Linked DNA regions of Gossypium hirsutum: region 1 is linked to region 2. The links are chromatin contacts, called in public Hi-C maps. All regions are on one chromosome and are shown on one strand. Each heading gives the region's core, a stretch centred on a gene start, on an enhancer-like site or on the middle of the called end of the contact. The rest is flanking DNA. Distances are from core to core; before and after follow the strand shown.

Region 1 (6,889 bases), core at 1,334-3,833, 170 kb after region 2:
TGCATACCGCTGCTATATCCTCAAGGTCATCTTTAGACAAGTCTGGAGCAATTTTAACAAGCAGTGGAGGAGGACCTTCCTCACCCCATTGCATTTCATCACGGGCAGCTTGAACCTTCGACAAGAATAAGCAAAGAAAAATTGAGAAGTGTGAAGTTCTCTCTGATATACACAGAAGGATGATTATGCTCACAGCTAGAGATCTATACCCTCTTAACAAGATCCTTCAACTGTTTCCTTCCTTGAAGCATACGTAATCCAGGAGTGTTTGGTGATGAAACATTAATAACCTAAGAAAGTTGAAAAGGGAGGTAAATATTACGGGATCCAAACAAATAAATTCAAGAAAAAACTAAAAGAAAACTTCTCAAAACAATACATCATAATGATATTTCTTTTTGAAGAATATACATCAATCTACCCTTAGAAAGAAGCAAGAAAAAGATATTACAAGCAAATCAGGCTACACAACCATCTTAGATAATAGAACCAATCCTATCATTTTATGGTATGAGACTTTTGTACTCAAAGCAAACTTGAAAGGAATGAATTAACTCAAATAAAGAATATAGAACTACCAAGTAATCAGCATACTGGGATAACGTGTGAACTCCTTGTACGTAGTCAGCAGCAGCATCTTCACTTGTCTTATTCTTCCCAAGATTGACTCCCAGAATTCCAGGACCAGCTTTTCCCCCATGTTTGGCTTCATCATTCGAGGGTGACGAGGAACTCGAAGTCTCTAACTTCCTCTTACCATGCTGAGCACCTAATCTCTTTGCAACAGCAACAATTCCTTCACTATTGAACCCACAGCGATTGATAATAGCACTGACCAAGAAATCGAGTTAGATAGAATAGAAGAACTTTAGGTCCAAACAACATGAGTTCAAGCAATCAAATCTCAAGGCAGAATTGCCTTACTAATGCCCATTCCATAAAATAGGTAAGTTGATATTTAAAAGAAACAGTACAAAAAGAGAATTTGGTGTTACCCTTCTTGCCGCAGTCTAAAGATGCGTGGCCTGATATTACCCTCTTGTGGAACAGGGGTTACTGATCCAACTTCCACAAAGCCAAAACCCATACCAAGTAAACCTTCAACAGCTTCTGCATTTTTGTCAAAGCCAGCAGAGAGACCAACAGGATTTGAAAACTTCCTTCCCCAAACTTCTAATCCCAGAATCGCTGGATCAGGTCTCTTCTCCCTGGGAACCCAACCACGAGAAGCAGCTGCAACAGCTAGTGTATGAGCTTTCTCAGCATCCAAAAGTGCAAAGAATGGGTTTACAAGTTTAGTCGCTGAGAACAGCCAACCACTGCCAAGATTCAAATATTGTATAAGTTGGTCTCAAATAGAGATATAAGATGAGGATTCATTTCAAAATCAGGTATCTCTATCAATGGATCCACAAAACTTTTAATTAAAATTTTAAAAACAAAGCATAGATAAAGGCTATTGGCCATAACGATTTTTATCTCACATTGTTTTAGTTTGAGTTCTTCCACAATAGTTATCAATTCAGACTAAAAATGAAAAAAGAAAAAATAGAGATGAAAATAAAGAAAACTAACAAAATCTCCATCTGACAGGTTACTGTGATTTTTTAACAGCCATTTTAGTCATATAACTTGCAAAGGCATGTGTCCATTGAAGAGGCTCATTCATTTTCCAATGTATTTTTCATATCAAAGTTTGGGGAGCCAGTGGAGCATTTTTCAAAATCCAACAAAATCAAGACCAAAAAGGGGAAACCCCTCCTCATTTGCAAAATGAGACAAAATATGGAAAACGTTTAAAAGTTTCAAAGAAGAGATTTCACTGGGATGTCCAAAATAAGTACCAGAAAGTTGCTTCATCAACAGTGCTAACATAAGCTCCACCTGCTATAATTAAGCCTATGGTAGCTCCAGTCAGTAATCTTCTTCCCTACGACCATGAAATCATAAAATATCATCTATTACAACATAAAATTCATGCATACAACCAAATAAACTCAATTCAATGTTTTAAACTATCACAAGAAATAGAAAATCCAGTTAATTAGTAAGAAGTCAATGCTATCAAACGTGCTTCCCTTAAGTTGGTCAAGCAAAAGAACCCATTTTGATCCTCCTAATTACAACTTCCCAAAATACCCATATCCTTAACTAAGCTTACCCCAACTTTTATTACTTAGATTTTTAATGGAAACTAAAACAAAAATCCCATAAACACAGCAAAAATCGCCCCTAAAAAACCTTACTTTTTTTGAAGAATGAGGGATTTTAGGGGCAGAAGCAGCAGCGGAAGAGCAATGTCTAGAGGGTCCTATGGAAGTGGAAATAACCCTTTGGCGCACGAGATCTTTAAACAATTTCCCAGCAGTCCTTATTGCCATGAAATCAAAATAGATTGATTTTACAACACTTTAAAAAAAACGCAGATTGCAGATATGGGGTGAGTGGGTAAAAGCGAAAAGAAATAAATTTGATTCTTTGTATTGAAAAGTGAGAGAGAGAGAGAGTTTAAGAGGGGTTTTAGCAGAGCTGGGAAAAACAAGGAGGCTAGGCGTGAGGTTTTTGGTGTCTTTATCTAAACCCTTAATTACTCCTGACCTCCGTATATTTGCTTAAATAACTTTTTTACACTTTCAATTAATAGTAAAAGATTCCCAACTTTTGCAACTTTTAATAGAAGCTAGATCACAACTTTTTGTTTTCTTTTTCCAAAAGAATATAGGGAACAAAGTTAGAAAATTATTAATAAATTTTAAAATTATACATGGTTTTTATTTAATTTAATATCTCTCTATAATGTGTTACAACATAAAAGTGGGGTAGCTTGTTAGAATGGTTCTCACACCATAATGTGAAAAGTTGCTAAAATAAGGTGATTCACATTGTAAGTAGTGCAAAAAACCACTAGAAATGATGGTTTACAAGGATCTTATGAACTTAGAAGCTTTTTGGGAGATATTTTGCAGAGCTTTGGCATGTCGTGGAGTCTCCTCTTCTTGTGATGGAGAAGGCTTTATAGAGGAGGGAGAGTTTTGGTATGTTTCCTACTAGAATGATGCCTTATGTGGCTATAAAGACATGGGTACTTCATTAGGATGTGGCAGGGTGACTTGATGGTAATTTGTAAGAATGGGTAGTCTTGAGTCAATTTGTTTGTGAGGCTTGTGGGTGGTCTTCACAAGCTTAGAAAGCAACTAGGCGAAGCCGTCCTAAAGAGGCAAAATAAGACACCTAGGAGGCGAATTTGGTGTAATGATCCTGAAAACAAAAACTTTAAAGGCAAGTTTGGTGAAGCATACTTGAACACTTTGCTTGTTGTAGTATTGTTTGTTGAAGCTTTAGCAAGTTACGCTCAACTTCACTAATAGATGTTTTTTACAAGTTGGAGACTTAAAAGGCCTCACTTGATAAGGGTATTGGAACCTTAAAAAGCTTCGCCAAAAGCACCATTGAGGCTTTTGAAAAACCATTATTTTTATAGAGTTGTTTTACTGTCAATTGTTTTTAACGAGTTAGGGTATTAAGATGCCTCACCTGATGTGGCATTAGAGCTTTAAAAGGTTTCCTTGGAAACAACATTAGGGCTATTGTTATAAAGTTGTTTCATTAGTAGTCATTAATAAAATTGCCTTGTTAACTTTTATGGAATTGGTTTTAAACTTTGTTATGTTATTGCTTTTGTTTTTACTCATAATGAAGTTGGTTTGTAACTCTGTTGTGCCTTTTAGTTTTGTATGTGTGTGTTGACATTTTGGTATTTGTTGAATTTCTACAATGCATTGAATTTGAAACACTTAAATACCTATGCCTGAACATGCATTTGCAGCCTAAAACGGAAATAATGCATGCATAATTTGTTTAGGCCTAAAGAGGTAATTTCATTATGTAGAGGACAATCAACCCTTATGCCTAGGTCTTTTGTTGTGGCTATTGTCATCATGGGGATGAAGCCTCTTCCCTTGGTATTCAATTGATTCTACTTAAGAGATGAGACCTATTACCTTGGCTTTTAGGGGCATAAGAGGGACGAGACTTGTAACACCACTTATCTGACCAGACTATCGGGTTCGAGCTACAAGATACTACATTCATTGCAAAAGCAACTTCAGACAATTATGCACCATACAATTATTTACACATGCAATTAAGTGAAGTTCATGTTCATACTATGTTACATATTCATTTCGAATCTCTCTCAAGCTTACAAAAGCTCTTTTGTTAACCTGAGGTTGAATTAAAACCAAATTGTGAAGTTTTCAAAATCTCGAACCGATATTGTGACATCACAATTTCCCTGTTACGACAACAACTTAGTGAGTTATATTGCGACTTCAAGCATCTTGACATCGTGAAGTCACTCATTGTTGACCCATGTCACGATGTCAAGGACTCGAGGTCACGACGTTGCCCCTGTTTTGGCAAAAATCTCATTTGACACAAGTTTCATGCTTTCAATCCAACATCTACAACCATTCATACAACTTTCCACAATCCATATTAATTCATGTTAATTCAAGTTTATGAACATATGAAATAGAACATTCAAGTTAGCACTAAACAAACTTTTTTCATTTGAGCAAATTCGTTCATTTAGCTAGTAATATGCCAACTTGTTACATTTTTCCCTCTTAAACATACCATGCTTATACCATTTAGGGACCAAGCACTTAAATGACCCTAAGATGGAACAAACAAAGCATACATTAATTGCATCTCAAACTTAACATTCAAGTACACCATTTCACAAGCCATTTATCAACATAGCTGCTTCAAATAGTTCATTTGCAAACTTTAACATGCCAAACCATACAAGTTTGAGATCATCATTCTTATAACATCAAACTTGACCAAATTATGCATCAATTGGATTATATGCCATGCTGAACATTCAAACTCAACCATTACTATGTTTATCATTTAACTCTAAACCTAAAACGACCTTATGCATACCAAGTTATCCTTATATACATGTGTTGGAAAATCAAGTTTAGAAAACGTAGCGAAGAATAAATTTAGGGAAAAACCATAGTTTTAAAAAAAAATTTAAACAAGAACTTGGTTGTGATATCTAAAGTAATAAACACTTAATCAAAATTGTACCTTTTCGATTCGTTTAGGATGAACGCTTTGACTGAGTAGTCTTCTCCACTATCCTCAAGCTCACGTCTACCAAATGTGGGCTCACTTCGAATAAAAAAATCTCACAAAAAGTTACCATTGGGGTAATTTTGTAATTTTTCTAAACTTTTGGGCCATGTTGTAAATAAGAAAAATATCTCTAGAAATTTTCTAAAATAATTCATACAAACATCAATTTAAGGCTTGAGTTCTAGAACTCACTTGGAAGTTGTCGTCAAATCAATCTAATAAGCTTTTCCCTTACTACTTAAGCCTCCTTATCAAACAAAATGTATAAACTAGATTAGAATTCCAAACGAGACAATTCATCTTAAGGATCATAATTTTTTTGCATGCAAAGGCCAATTAAGCAATTATTTGCAACCTTACCCATAATTGAACAGAATCGATGGATAATAGAAAACCTTAACTTTATTCTCTTTCTTAAATCCATTAATATAGAGAAATTAAAAAGTTTACCAGCCTACGAAATTTCCAATTCTTTACGCTCAAATTTCAGTCTCCACCGTCCATACATGAGACTCCTTAATCCTTCTCTCTTCGAGAATAGACCAAGGAAGAAGATGAATGAAGAACAAAAAATAAAAAAGTAATATCGGAGAGTAATGCCTCCCCTATATATATAAAATCACCCATACTTCCTTCACCAAAACCAATTCAACAGCCACTTGGAGAACTCTCTCATCGTCATGTCTCCCACTAAGACAAATTCCTAGTTCAAACTTGATAGAATCGAGGTTGAAATCCAACCTTTCCATAACCGACTCACCAATTCCTTTTTTTTTCACTAGAGCTCGCTCAATTTATAAACATTTTCAAATTAATATCCCAAATCACGATACCAACATAAACTTGACATTACGTGGTGTGACATTAATAACAAGAAAGATCTAGTTCTAACCAACAAACTCACCTCACATGGTTCATTTAAGCTAGATAACACATCTACACCACATAAACGTAAATTATAACACAAACGAGTTATGTGGTTCGTCACTAGTATTAGAATTAATTAAATAATTACGGATTTAGTTATTCTAATTGAAAAGCCAATCGTTCTAAGCTATCAAATATTGTTCATATATTCAATAAAATTTGTAATGGCCCAATATTGCCCGGCCCGATAAAAAATAATAAAATAAATAAAACCAACATAAAAGTAAAATTTTAAATGTCCATAACATCAGTCCAGATTACAAACCAAATCCCAAACCCGATTACAAAATCCAAAGTCCCAATTAGCCTAAACCCAATTAACCTTAGCCCAAACACTAAACCCAAACTAACCTAATGGCCCGATGGCCCAACACCTAGCCTAACAGAGACCAAAACCCTAGCAGCATTCGGCTCCCAGCGCCGCAGCAACCAGGACCTATCACCTGCCCTCGCATGTTCGCCACCGCCACGTACCACGCTTCCCCACGTATACGCTGCCACGCACACCTCCGTACGGCCACCTCCGTATCTCCAGGTTGGCCGAATACCTGCAAAAAACACACGGAAACAACAACAAATAGAAAAACAACAGCATAGGGGTGATTTTTTTTTATTTTTCATTTTATTTTCAGTAAATCGGGCTATAAGAAAGCCATTCGAATGCTGTAAACGGATTACGCATTTTTCAGAATACAGAAATCAAAAAATTCCAAGAGGTGATTTCAGTTCTCTTTTCTCTTTTTCGCAGATCGTTTTTTTCTTTCTTTCTTTTTGTTTTACATCCATTAATCATCTGTTAAAGAAGAAAAACAGA
Region 2 (6,967 bases), core at 2,905-5,404:
CCCCAAATTTCGACAATCTAATTTCACCCAAAAAGAGTATGGAAAAACCCTAGAAATTGGGGATTTTTGGGCTGATTCCTTAAGATAGAAAAAGGCTGAAAACACAATAAGAACAGAAAATAGATTAGATAATGATTCAGCACAAGTAGAAATAAAGAAAGAATTGACAGTAAGAAATTAAAAGATAAGTCCTAAGAAGCCTTGAAATCTCGAAAGATCTCACAACTCCCTTCAAACGGCTCTAATCTCCCCTCCAAAGAATATCAATGGCAAGAAGAAGGTTGAAGATGGCTCCCACAATCAAAAAGATTGTTAAAACAACTTCTAAAGAAAACTCAAGAGAAAATCCTTGAAGAACTCAAAGAGAATTTTCACTCAAATCAAATCTGAAATTTTCAATGTAATTGTAATGTAATGTAGGGTGGCTGGCCAAGCCATATAAATAGGCCTTTCAAATGTTTTCCTAATTTAATTAGAACACTAAAACTAAAACTAAAAAAAAAACTCCTAATTATTTTAATATGGAAATTCGGCCAAGGGTCTTTTATTTGGGACTCTTGGACTGAATATAAAAATTTAAACTAAGTAAAATAAATAAATAAATAAATAAAAATAAAACTTTACAACTTGGGCCACTTTGACAATTTGGCCTGATTTTCAACTAAGTATGGATGGATTTCTTGATTGGGCTGGGAATTTGCTTATTGGGCCTCGCCTTCAAGAATTTGGGCTTTTGTGACTCGTATCACTAACCCTATGTGAGGTTGACAACCCCTAGTGAGGTTGTCCACGAGTAGGCCCACATCTGTTAAGTATTAGATTTCCTATGGTCTTATATTGAAGTTGGGATCAGTTGGTTTTATGTTGGATGCTCAACAAAATTGAAAAAGAGAGTAACATCAATTGTCCAAAGCCAGTATTATTCCCTTAAATCTTTCAAGTTTCATATCCTTCAGTCCAATTAATATGTAAATCTTATATGCAGGTTTATTAATGACAAGAAGGGATTTGTGCTGGGTAATGACGGCGTCTTGCTCCGGTATCTTGGATAAAGCTGTTATCCATTCATGGTAATCAATTGCAAATTCTATTTACATTTTAAACATGATTTTTGTTTTATCATTTCACAGTCTATGCATCACATATTCTAACAGCTCAACTAAAAGTGTTTCCCCTGGAAAACAAAAATTCACAAGTTCATGGTAAACTTTGGATTTAGCATCAAAATTAATGGTATTTGCATTTCATTTTCTGCAGATGTCCGACAATGCTTGCAATTTTGTATAGCTGATGTAAACTACTTTCCTGGTGGTGATATTTGAGAGGGGAAAAAAATTCCATTAATGTGATTATGTTATTCCTTTGCTTTTCTTTTTGGTCAATGTGATTATATATTTTACTCTTCCATTAGGTTCCTGCAAATGTTTTGCTAAATGGAAAAGAAACAAAATGTTATACCTGTCAAAGTGAAAATTCATATATGTGCATGGATATCAGTTTGTGATATAATCCTCTAAATTCATGAAATAGTTAATAAGAAAGTTAAACATACTCGTATAGATAACATGACTGTTAACAGTAAAAGTACTATAGAGGTTCATGTATTAGGACTTAGATTGTATTTTATCCCGATTTTTTTAAAAAAATAGACAAATTAGTCTTTGTACATTAAATAAAAATGTAAATTAATTTTTTCTATAAAAAAATTATTTATTTGTATTGTAAAAAATTAACATGCTTAATGGAACAATTAAATAATGGTACATGACATGTCATGTATATGATGCTTTAATGTACAAGGATAAATTTTTAATGGTAAAAATTAATAAAATTTTTAACAATATCAATTTACGGGATTCTTATTATAAGAATTCTCATAATATTTTTATTCTCAAATTTTGAGCTTATTTTTAAGAGAAAAAAAAATCTTTTTAAGACGTAAAAAATTGTGGCAAGTTTTCAGACTACACACTGCCATCGGCGCATTAGTTTAGTCCTTGCTTTGACTAAAAAAGGCAATTTGGTTCTTTAATTTTATACTTTAATTTTTTCTTTTTTAGTCTGAACAACATCATATTTATTTTCTTAAGCATCTAACAACCCTTTGGTCCTATTTTTTTTTTTAATTTCTAAGCTTGGTTGTCATGTTATAATGTTTAACATTTAATAATAAAAAATTTCCTTGGTTTGTTTCCATTGTCCACCATGAGACGACTTTCCCAGTTGGTGAAAACATTGGGATTTGTTTGAAAAAAAAGTCAACAAAAAGCTGATTAGGAAACTGAGATAAAAGGTCAAAAGTTGAAAGACTTTCAAACCCTAAATGTAAATGCTGTTAAAACATTATTGGTTGTTAGATAATTTATTTAATTATTGATTTATATTTAATTAACAAAATTTAAGTGATAAGTATAATTATGTTGTTTGGTAGAAATATATGTTGATATTTTTAATTTTTAATTTACTATTTTAATATTTTGTGTTTTTGAATTGTTTTGGATGAAAATTAAATATAGTAATTTTCATTTTATTTCAAATTATTTTTTAAAAAACATACAATTAACTTAACAAATTTAATGATAAGTAGTTACCTATTTATTTATCTTGTTCACCACTTTTTCTTTAATTTATATTTAAATAAAAAGATTAATTCGGCATATTTGGAAGAATAAAAACATTTTCATCTTTCAAAGTCTTTCTTGGAATGTTGATGTAGTTATCAAAATTTCTTTAAGTTGGGCAAAACAATTTACTTTTGTGGTGAATCTGAGATAAGTCCGTTGTTCCTTTGACTAATTGTCTCGCATCCATACAATCACTTTCAATAATGACAAGCCTATAACCCTGTTGCCAAGCTTCTTCTAAACCCTCAACCAGCGCCCAAAGCTCTGACACTAGTGCTGGTGATCTCCAAATGCATCTGTTAAATCTTAAAATTCAAAAGTCATATGAGTCCCTGAAAACACCACCTATAGCAGCCTTGCCGGTTGTCCTATCAACTACTCCATCCACATTCACTTTAACCTAACATCTGGAGGAAGACACCAACCACCCGTCTTATTGTTTGAATGTTTGTTCCTCATACTCACAAATGCCACAGGAAGGATCATTGGTCATTTGACTATTGCAACATTTTCTTTTAACAATTTCATTATAAGTTCTGATCATATCTATTCTTTTTTATACAATTCCTAGAACTAACTATAGCCCTTCCCCACCCCATAAATAGGAGGATAATGAGTTTCAACGCACTCAAATTCACTTCCTCCTGCAATAGGCAACAATACCCATGCTAGTCAAGTTAAGATTCAATCGGCAATCCCATTAGTCATCTTAAACACTTTAATCAATTCAAAATTATGAGGTGGGTTCAGGTAACAAGAGATCAAAGTCCCTTATTTTGGTACCCAATCATCTGTCCTAAAAATTATCAATTTTCATACCCTAACATAATGAGGCTCAAACAGGAAAACTTCTAAAACTCTCTTTACCAATAAAATTCTGGTCATTCATTGGAGATTCATTAAATGATAAATAATTTATCTTTAATATAATAATAGAAGAGATTATTATCTTATTTACTATTAGTAAAGTAAAAAATGTTAAAAATATACTTTAAATTTCTGTATTTTTTGTATATTTAAAATTTAGTTATTTTAATTTCATTTTAATAAATTTAATCTCTTTACTTTTCGAATTAAAAATGTAAGTCCAAATATTAACATTATTAAAATTATTTTATTAAATTTATATTCTTTACAACATGATAATTTTAATTAGATGATTATTAACTCGATATTTTTATTTAAAAATATCAAATCAATAAATTTAATTGTGTTAATAATTATATCTAAAAATAAAAAATAAAAAGATTACGTTTTTGAAAATAAAAATACAAAAGTTAAATTTTAAATTAAAAAATTATGTAAACTTATATGACAAATATTTTAATGATTTTGACAGTTAGAGAAAATAATTACCCAAAACAGAATGGATAAATAAAATAAAATAAAATTAGAGCCAGTTAGTTTTCATGAAACGTGATAAAAATATACTATAAAAAATAAATTATTTAATTTTTTATTATTATTTTTACTTTTGTGCGGTTGAGAAAAAAATAGTATAAGAGAAGAAGACGAAAAAAAAATACTACCGACCGACAAAAAGGGATAGCCAAGCTGGCCAAAAAGGGAGGCTAGGTTACAGTGGGAGCATTCCTATAGTAACACGTACAACGCCAGCCAGTTATTACAACTCTTTTAATTTCTTTATTTTTGCAGAAAATATTGAACGCGAGGATCTTTGATCTTTCACCCATTGTTCCCTTTCATTTCCTTTTCACGATCCTTCCTTTCCCTTTAGATCTACGTTTCCTTATTTGAACCCAATTTTGTTCTCTTTTTACTACTTTCGAAAGTTTGGGTTTTTTTGGTTGCTTTGCTTTTTATTCATTTCGATTCCATTTGGATTCAATTCGATCGGGGGGAAATTCATTTGGATTCTCTCTTTCGATACTCTAGACTTGTTAATTTTCGATTGAATCGGAAAAAAGAAGAAGAAAAAAAGGTCGATTACAGTGGATCGATGAAATTAGGGTAAAAAATTGGGGATTTTTGGGGGGATTATGCAGATGGAAAGGGAGAGGCGGAATAGCATTGCGAATGGAGACTACAGTTGTTATACGAATGATAAATACAGTAGGTTTTCCAATGATTACAGTGTTTCAGAGAATGAAAAGAATCAAAGCTTGCCCTCCTCTTCGTTACCCAGTGCCGGTTTTATCGAACATCCGGTTTCCCGGTTCGATACTCTTGCCGGTGTTGCAATCAAGTATGGTGTTGAGGTAACTATACTCATCCTTCTTTTAATAAGTTAGGGTTTTTTTCCTCCTTACAAGTGGACATGCTTGTATAATATGGGAAGTTAGTTGGGGAAATTGACCAATGTTAACCTAGAAGTTACATCTATATTATTTATCGGAGTATACCATTATTGTCTATGGTTTTTTGGAGTTATTGACAAATTGTTGTTATGGGTTTGAAATAATCAGGTAGCAGACATAAAAAAGATGAATGGTCTGGTTACTGATCTTCAAATGTTTGCTCTTAAGACGCTTCAGATCCCTTTACCAGGGCGGCATCCGCCATCACCTTGCTTGTCGAATGGTTCCGAAACGCCAGGGTATTATATCTTCTTTAATGCTAATGCTATTTTTATTATCACTCGTGAAATTTACTTAAAACTCCCTTAACTTCAGCGTTAAGATGGTTACTATACACATTTCCGTATTGGCACCTGCGTGTGTTAAGCTTCATAGTGTCTTCTTATGATTATGACTTGAGTTGTTATTTCTGGGTTTGCCTTCTTCAGACTATCGATGCACTTTTTATTTGTTTCATCATACTTATAGCAAAGTTGTGAGATCCTTAAGTAATCATCTTGATGTTAAACGTAACTAAGTTCTTTCTCTTTATAACATCTTTGTAGTTTGGTCATTAAGAAATTGCCACTCTTGCTGTATTCTTAATGCATTGAGAACAAACTTTTACAAGGATTTATTTAATATTTTAATTCCAGCAATGTTTTTTTTCTTTAAGTTTTGAAGTTATTGACCTTCACATCAGGACTGATAATGAATGCTTACTCATCCAACATAACAGTCTTGTTTGAACCAACTGGAATTTGCATGTAAAGATTACCATTCAAATGTTAATTACATCATAGTAGTTGCTTTTTTGGAACATTCCTTATCTAAGCAGCGTTTCCTTTCCCTTAAGGATGCATATAGTTCTGGAGAGAAGATATTCTGAAGCCTATGACTTGCTATCTTATGCGAGGAAACATTTGTTACGTTTCAAGAATTGATCTCAAATCGAGTTTTAAGTGGTTTGGTGTTGGATGGCATTATTACTAGCATCCATGACCATTGAAAGTTTTCACTATTAGAAGTGGTAAATGGCATCAAACGGTATTATTTTTCACATGATGCTAATCATAACATAGATAGCCATGAGCTACAAAGTGGTTGGAGGAGATTGTGACAACAGTTATCCTACAGCTGATTACTGGCCTGTAGTGGAAGCTGGCTTCCCGTGTGTAAATTAATCGAACTGCAGTTCTTCAGTTGATTTGCTGAATGCATGCTAGGAATCTTCATTTGTTGCTGCTTTGCTTGATATGATTTTTTTCCGGGGACAAGATTCTGAGATAGTAATGACCCTTTAGATTTAACACTTTAGGCCATACAAGAAATGTTATGCAAGAAGGCGGTTGTTCTTAAGAATTTGATAGTCAATATTTCAATGAGTTGTTAAAAGTTCTTTCTAATTTCTATCACCTCTGAAATCCTGCAAGATGCATCTCTGATCTCTTTGGTTCTTAATTCTGATCTGTTCTTCTCAATTAAGCTTACTATGACAGATAACTCTTTGCAGACAAAGCAGTGCCAACCAGTCCCCAGGTCCAAATTTGCCTTCTGATTTGCGTGGCTCATTCCAGTCATTGAGACTGAAGACTCCTCCTCGAAGGGTCTCTCCAGCAATGAGCTCATTACAAGGTTATTATGGCCTTAAACCATCAGAAAAAAGTGTGGCATCTGAAGGTTTTGAGATGGCTGTATACAGGAAAGGAGAAGGTAATTATCTGGAGGATAGTCCATCACTTAAACGCTCCTCTGCTTCTGATCCACCTTTGAAGCTTCATCGGAAATGTAGAAGTGTGACTAACGGATTTTATGACGAGAATGGTGAAATTGCAGCAGACATCATATCTGCTGCAGAAGTCAAGGATGACCCTGATAAATCAAATGACAAACTGATAAGAAGACGGCAGAAATCCGAGGCCGACTTTAATCCCCGTGCTCCTGAAAAGATATTGAAAGAGGATAACACCAGTAATGGAGGATTTTCAACAATAACGGCAAAAGGCTTGGCTCAGAGATCCAAGGCAGCAACTCGCACTAATCCAG

Evidence for each region. A called contact is a pair of places that touch in the nucleus more often than the background predicts.
Region 1: a Hi-C map of leaf shows a contact between it and region 2, with 1.8 times the contacts expected there. The contact joins the promoter of LOC107909020 here to the promoter of LOC107886897 in region 2. A contact is called at or near these places in 2 of 34 Hi-C or Micro-C datasets (leaf and seedling).

What each region holds. Positions count from the first base shown.
Region 1 is chrD02:67,082,829-67,089,717 of Gossypium_hirsutum_v2.1, forward strand. LOC107909020 (dihydroorotate dehydrogenase (quinone), mitochondrial) reads right to left here and starts at 2,584. Exons shown (of 11, transcript XM_016836384.2): 1 at 2,247-2,584; 2 at 1,845-1,930; 3 at 996-1,319; 4 at 579-831; 5 at 210-290; 6 at 8-115. The coding sequence starts at 2,381.
Region 2 is chrD02:66,908,757-66,915,723 of Gossypium_hirsutum_v2.1, forward strand. LOC107886897 reads left to right here and starts at 4,155. Exons shown (of 3, transcript XM_016810995.2): 1 at 4,155-4,843; 2 at 5,051-5,181; 3 at 6,435-6,967. The coding sequence starts at 4,625. LOC107886898 (photosystem II stability/assembly factor HCF136, chloroplastic) reads left to right here. Exons shown (of 9, transcript XM_041089049.1): 8 at 986-1,070; 9 at 1,258-1,504. The coding sequence ends at 1,052.